Regions from separate parts of the Rattus norvegicus genome. Here region 2 is linked to region 1. The links are chromatin contacts, called in public Hi-C maps. All regions are on one chromosome and are shown on one strand. Each heading gives the region's core, a stretch centred on a gene start, on an enhancer-like site or on the middle of the called end of the contact. The rest is flanking DNA. Distances are from core to core; before and after follow the strand shown.

Region 1 (2,795 bases), core at 170-2,669:
CATCTGTTCTCACTTCCTGAGCTGCCACAGCGATGATGTGGATGTCATCTTCCTAACGTCTTATCTGGGGAACCTTCACCTCCGCTGGTGACCAACCTCGTTGGGTCCTTTGCTCCCCTGGGATACTCCAGGAAGAACAAGCCCCTCTCATCTCCCTTTGTCTGTATCTCATCCTTGTCAGAACTATCACTCCATCTCACCGCATATGCCATTGCTGTGGGTGGAGCCCTGGCATCTCACCCAGGTTTGACCTATAACATCCAACAGGGATTTTAGAATGTATCCCTCACAGCTATTCATGTGTATCAGCTCTCCTAATTCTAATTGTAACCCTCTGGGATGGAAGGGCGGGGGTCACTGTCGTGACTTACAAATGTGCAGGTGGATTGGGTTCACTGGCTGGAAGAGGAGTCGTGGACAGAGCCAGAGCCCAGGCTTCCTGGCCCCAAGCTGCAAACCTAGTGCCCAGACCTTCTCCTCCATAATGTCTGATGGACAGACACAGACAGATGCACAGATGATGGAAGGATGACAGGCAACAGACAGAAACCTAGGTCCTCGGTTACATAGGACCATGATGTCATGGAGCACATGATGAACTCAATGGGGAGAAAGCTAACAGGCAGGTAGACACCCCAAAGTGTAAAGGATACGTACTGTACTGCTTTAGATTTCTGACTTTGAAATTATATCAGAATAAGAAGTTTAAAACTTGCCTGCCTTACTTAATCTAGTGCTATTGTCTGCTGGGTAGCTTTCTGCTCTTCCCTAGACTAGTCTGTCGAGGGGCAAACCACAGCGGAGCAGTGGCAGCGTCCCTGCAAGTCAAGTGTACAGTGGGCCACACACGTGACACCTGAGGGTTTGGGGTGCCAATGGGCAGACCCACTTTTGCCTTGATGTAGTTTCTGCTTTCTGTTCAACTTGGCCTTGAGCTCTTCAGGGGAAATCTTACAAGAGCTTTCTCTTTTCTCTCTGCTCACACCCAGTTCTTCCTTGAGCTGCATAACAGGCTCTGCACAGGAAGTTAGTGCCAGATGTCTCCTCAGCGTTCAAGTTTCTTTACCTGGGACTGAGCGACACCCTTCATAGGTAAACATCTCCTTACTTGAACCTCCAACTCTCCAAAGGCATGGCAGCCCACAGTGGGGTCGCACAGGAGAGAGGCAGTCCAGCTCAGTTAGCAAGGGAGCCCGGGAGGAAGGAGCGCGAGAGAGCAGGGCTGACAAGGGAAGTACCCAAGCCAGGAGGGGGTCGGAGTGAGGCCCAGGTCCTTGCACTACTGGGAGAAGCAGGGGTGGAGGGAGGGATGCTTGGACAGAGATCTGGTGGACTAAGTGCCAGGGAGAGGCTCTGCAAAAAGGAGAAGGGACGCGAGGCGGGGACTGGGCCGAGGGGCGGGGCCGGGACTTGCTAACTGGAAGGCAGAGAGGGCGATAGGCGCGAGACTGAGGAAATCCGCGCTGGGAGGCCCCGAGCTGGGGCCGGTGCTGCTGAGGGCGCCAAGGACCGAGGCGGCACGCTGAGCCCAGGATGAGGGCGTCGGTGGTGCTGACCTGCTACTGCTGGTTGCTGGTGCGGGTGAGTGAACCCGCGCCCCCTTCCCGAGGAGGCGCATCCTGCAGTGGACCGCTGGGCTCACCTCCGGAGTCCAGCAGGAGCGGGCAGAGCGTGGGGCCAGCGGAGACAGTCCAGAGCAGAATGCGTCCTACTGAAGCCTTACCGATCCCTGGACTGCTGGACTCACTGGCACTTTTCCTAGTCTCACCGCCGTCCCGGGTTCGCCAGAAGTGGGGTCCAGGTTCTCCTCGACCCCGGCTCCCGGGACGACCTGGGTCCTGGTCTGGCAGTGTCCCTGGAGTTGGGGACATCCCTAGAACCCTGCAAAAAAGAGTGGCCGCTGTCTGGGCCACCTGCTCTGGCTTTGCTTCCGAGGGAAACTGCTGTTACTCTGTGGTTAAATATTTCTCTTTCCATCTCCCGGTCGGTGTGTTTGTTTAGTATGTGACAGAGGGGAAAATGCTGTGACTAAGAAAGTTTCCTTTTGGAAATACTCGGTTTTTTCTTCTAAGAAAGCCAAAGGAACCCCTGAACAGAAGTTTGCTACATGGGTTGCACTGGTTTTATGTGGTTCTCGGGAGCTCTATTCTTTATTTGAAAACCTTTTTTAGGAAAGAAAAGAAGGGTTTAGCCTTACTTCTTACGTTTCCTTCTCTGCTCTGAGAACTGCATCCCTGTGGAGCTCAAGGTCTCCACACACATCTAGGCCTCCGGCTGAGGGAGCCAACCAAGCTAAGCGTGTGCAGCAAGAGGGGAGGCGTTGTTTAAGGAAATCCATCATTGTTGATGAAATTTCAGTTTTCTGGAGCATATCTTCTCCGCCCCCACGGGCAGCTGAGGGAAGCTTCACAACGATGCTGGTGAAGCCTCGGGATTCCATTCACTTTAACCTTTCAGATGTCCCCAGATTTCATTGTTCCCCATGTTCCAGGAATGTCAGAGATCGCAGGCCTTTAGCACCTTAAGTTATGATCCCATCAGTTCTGAAATTTAGACCAGTGAGTTGCTGTTGCTTGATCTCTGCATTTTGGTGATTGTGTAACTGGTAAATCCAAGGCGTCTCGGGTGGTCTTTAAATGAAGTGAACGTGGCAGAAAATCCAACCTAGAGTTTTGTCCTTTGATTCCATTAGGAGACTGTATTCCTTGTTGGATGTTAGCTGGCCTATATCAACTGTAGAACAACTAAACACGGTTATAGCTATACCTCACTGAGCAGGATTCCTTTCCACTACT
Region 2 (2,795 bases), core at 110-2,609, 110 kb after region 1:
AAACTCTGCACACTTATTAATACTGCTGAAGAGGACATGGGTTTATTGTATACAGCTGAAGGATGAGGAGAGGATTGGCTAACAGGAGGCCTCTGTAGGGAAGCAGTTTCAAGTTGCAGTCATCCTGGAGAAAGAAGCCGTGGTTCTTCATTTCTGTCTACACTAGTGTGATGGTTTGTATACGCTTGGTCCAGGGAGTGGCACTATTAGGAGGTCTGTGGCCCTGTTAGAGTAGGTGTGTCACTGTGAGTGTAGGTTGTAAGTTTCTCATTCTAGCTACTTGGAAGTCAGTCTTCCACTAGCTCCCTTCAGGTGAAGATGTAGAACTCTCAGCTCTGCCTGCACCATGCCTGCCTAGATGCTGCCATGCTCCCACCTTGATGATAATAGAATTTGAACCTCTGAACCTATAAGTTAGCCACAATTAGATGTTGTCCTTATAAGAGTTGTCTTGGTCATGGTGTCTGCTCACAGCAGTAAAACCTTAACTAAGACAACTAGTTTTAGTCAAAGGTTAATCACTTGTCAAATTCATACTTGGACTAGAAAGAAGGCTTCACCATCTCTATGGGTCTGAGACACTAGGGTTCTTAACATGGCTATGTCCATGTCAATAACATGTAACCACTCAGAATGTCTTCCCCTCCCAACACATTTTCTTTGATCAAAGGTAAGTAAGCATGTATTTTTCTGTATACTACTGGACAAGGTAAAACATGGTCCAGAAAGTAAGGCTAACTCAGCATATGGCTAAGCCTGGGAAATATGGACTCTTTAGTTCTTCCACATGAAAATGTCTTTATAAAAGATGGCTAGCTCATAGAAAGAATTCCTACTACTTATAGGAAGTAAAATACTACTACCAATGAAGCAAGGCCAACCAGAGAAGAATAGAACCCTCAAACCACATCAAGTGTGTAGTTGAAACTGTCAGGGGACTGGGAATCTGGGTGTCAGAGATTCTGAATAACTTGTTTGTGGTTATGTATATACAAGGCATCTGTGTCCACAAAGCCACAGATCTCGCCATGAATCAGTTCAGCTGCTACGAGGAGTGTGGAGTTACAGTTCCAGTGCTGGTCACTAGGCGACAGCTTAGTCACACTGCTAAACATGTAGTCGCCTGAGGGTCATCGGCTGTCTACAGCCCTATTTCCAATTTTCTACTCAGAAGGTGCCAATAATTCTGTACCCAAATAATAAACTGTCAGGGCTGTCTTCAGGAATGCTTTGTGCTTTGAGGGAAATGTTATGTGAACACTGGAAATCTTGTGTCTCTGCCACCAGGCTCTCAGTCTCCTACCCGTGTTTGACCACAGCTTTCATTGCTTACCTCTGTGCCCAGCTTGTTATGTGAGTGCTCATGTGGCAAGGGCTTTCCCGACTGAGTCATCAATCCATCCTCATGTCAGTTCTTACAAAGGAGAGTGCCCTTAGCTATTCCAGCCTGTAGCTGATCCTCCGTGAAGGTAGCATTGACAGAAATAAATCCTGTGAGAGAGTACAGTTATTTTCTTATATCTGTGCCCTGCTCCCTGCTCAGTGATAATTACACTTATTCCCCTTATATGGACTTACATATGTGGTTGAAAATGTACATACGTGTGATGTGTATATAAGTATGGAAAAGACTGAATCCTAATTTATCTGTGAGCTTAATTTATGAGTACCTGACAAGTTTTCCTTCACTTGTAGCTAAACCCAAGACTTTGGTCTTAGTTCTTTCTTTCTAGTGTCTAATGGAAGGTGAACAACCAGTCTAATTTTCCTTCCTCAAAGACAAAACTCACTTTCCTTTCTCTTGGAACCTGAAAGGAACCCATGAGCCAAGTGAGATCACCCATCCTGGCTTTTTTTCCTCATCTTCTTCCAAATCCCTTGTTCTAAAGAGAATGGTTTAAGGGCATTGAAGGGTTAAGGGATAAGTACGACACAATGGAAATCTGACCTCAGCCCTGAATCTCTAACCTCCATGGGATGTTTTGCTCTATGTCTATGTCCTTCTGAAATGTCAGGTAGTTTAAACGCAATTTCCCCATATAAAACATTGGCGCTGTTCCCAGAATGGATGAGAACTGGATAAAAGTAAGCTTTATTCTATGTATTCTGAAGGACAGTTCAGTCTGTGGTTAGATGTGGTTATTTACCTTGGATGGGTAGATGATAGATAGATAGATAGATAGATAGATAGATAGATAGATAGATAGATAGACAAACAGAACAAATCTACAAGTACATTTGTCCCATGGTCATAAACAAGAAATCTACTTATTAGTGAAAAAATGAATCCAGGCTTGCTGTTTCTGAGAAAACAACAAACATTAGCCCAGAAGTAGGGAGATGTCTTTAAAAGGCTTCTCTTTAGGAGCTTTCTTGGTAGTTTTCTCCTGGGAGGGAGCAGAGAGTGACCAGCCCCAGCAGGTGGGGGCAGGGTGGGAATAGATCATGCCATTTCTGTCCCTCCGTCCCTCTGCCCTTTCAGGGCACTATGGTCTTCTGTGCATTGCAGCTCACTAGTTCTCGGTTCTGACTTTCTGGTTCTGGTTTATTTTCTGCCACCCTCTAGCAGTCGGGGTTTGTCTGCAAGCTTAATACTACCCTACCGAGGCTCAGCTGGTTGACTCAGGTGGTACGTGTAGCTGTACATCAAAGGTGAGTACAATAAATCAGGGGAATGTAAGAAACAAAAGCAAGACTGGCTTCACATCCGCAGCATAACAGGGCAGGTCTTCAGAGGCCAGCAAACAGAGGAGCAAAGGCCAGGTCAAACATTTAGTTCTTCTGAGGGCTATGGC

What was found. A called contact is a pair of places that touch in the nucleus more often than the background predicts.
Region 2: a contact with region 1 is called in a Hi-C map of the A7r5 cell line, with 2.3 times the contacts expected there. The contact joins the enhancer-like site here to the promoter of Vipr2 in region 1. A contact is called at or near these places in 3 of 12 Hi-C or Micro-C datasets (the A7r5 cell line, the Rat2 cell line and hepatocytes).

Annotation. Positions count from the first base shown.
Region 1 is chr6:143,143,104-143,145,898 of GRCr8, forward strand. Vipr2 (vasoactive intestinal peptide receptor 2) reads left to right here and starts at 1,420. Exons shown (of 13, transcript NM_017238.2): 1 at 1,420-1,581. The coding sequence starts at 1,534.
Region 2 is chr6:143,249,317-143,252,111 of GRCr8, forward strand. No RefSeq gene overlaps it. Among named protein-coding and RNA genes, the nearest start is that of Dync2i1, 81 kb to the right of the region's middle. Within about 2 kb of position 1,360, at least 2 of the 93 cell types and tissues checked have an H3K27ac peak or open chromatin away from gene starts, as enhancers often do. A contact at or near this core is called in the A7r5 cell line, where this site is marked.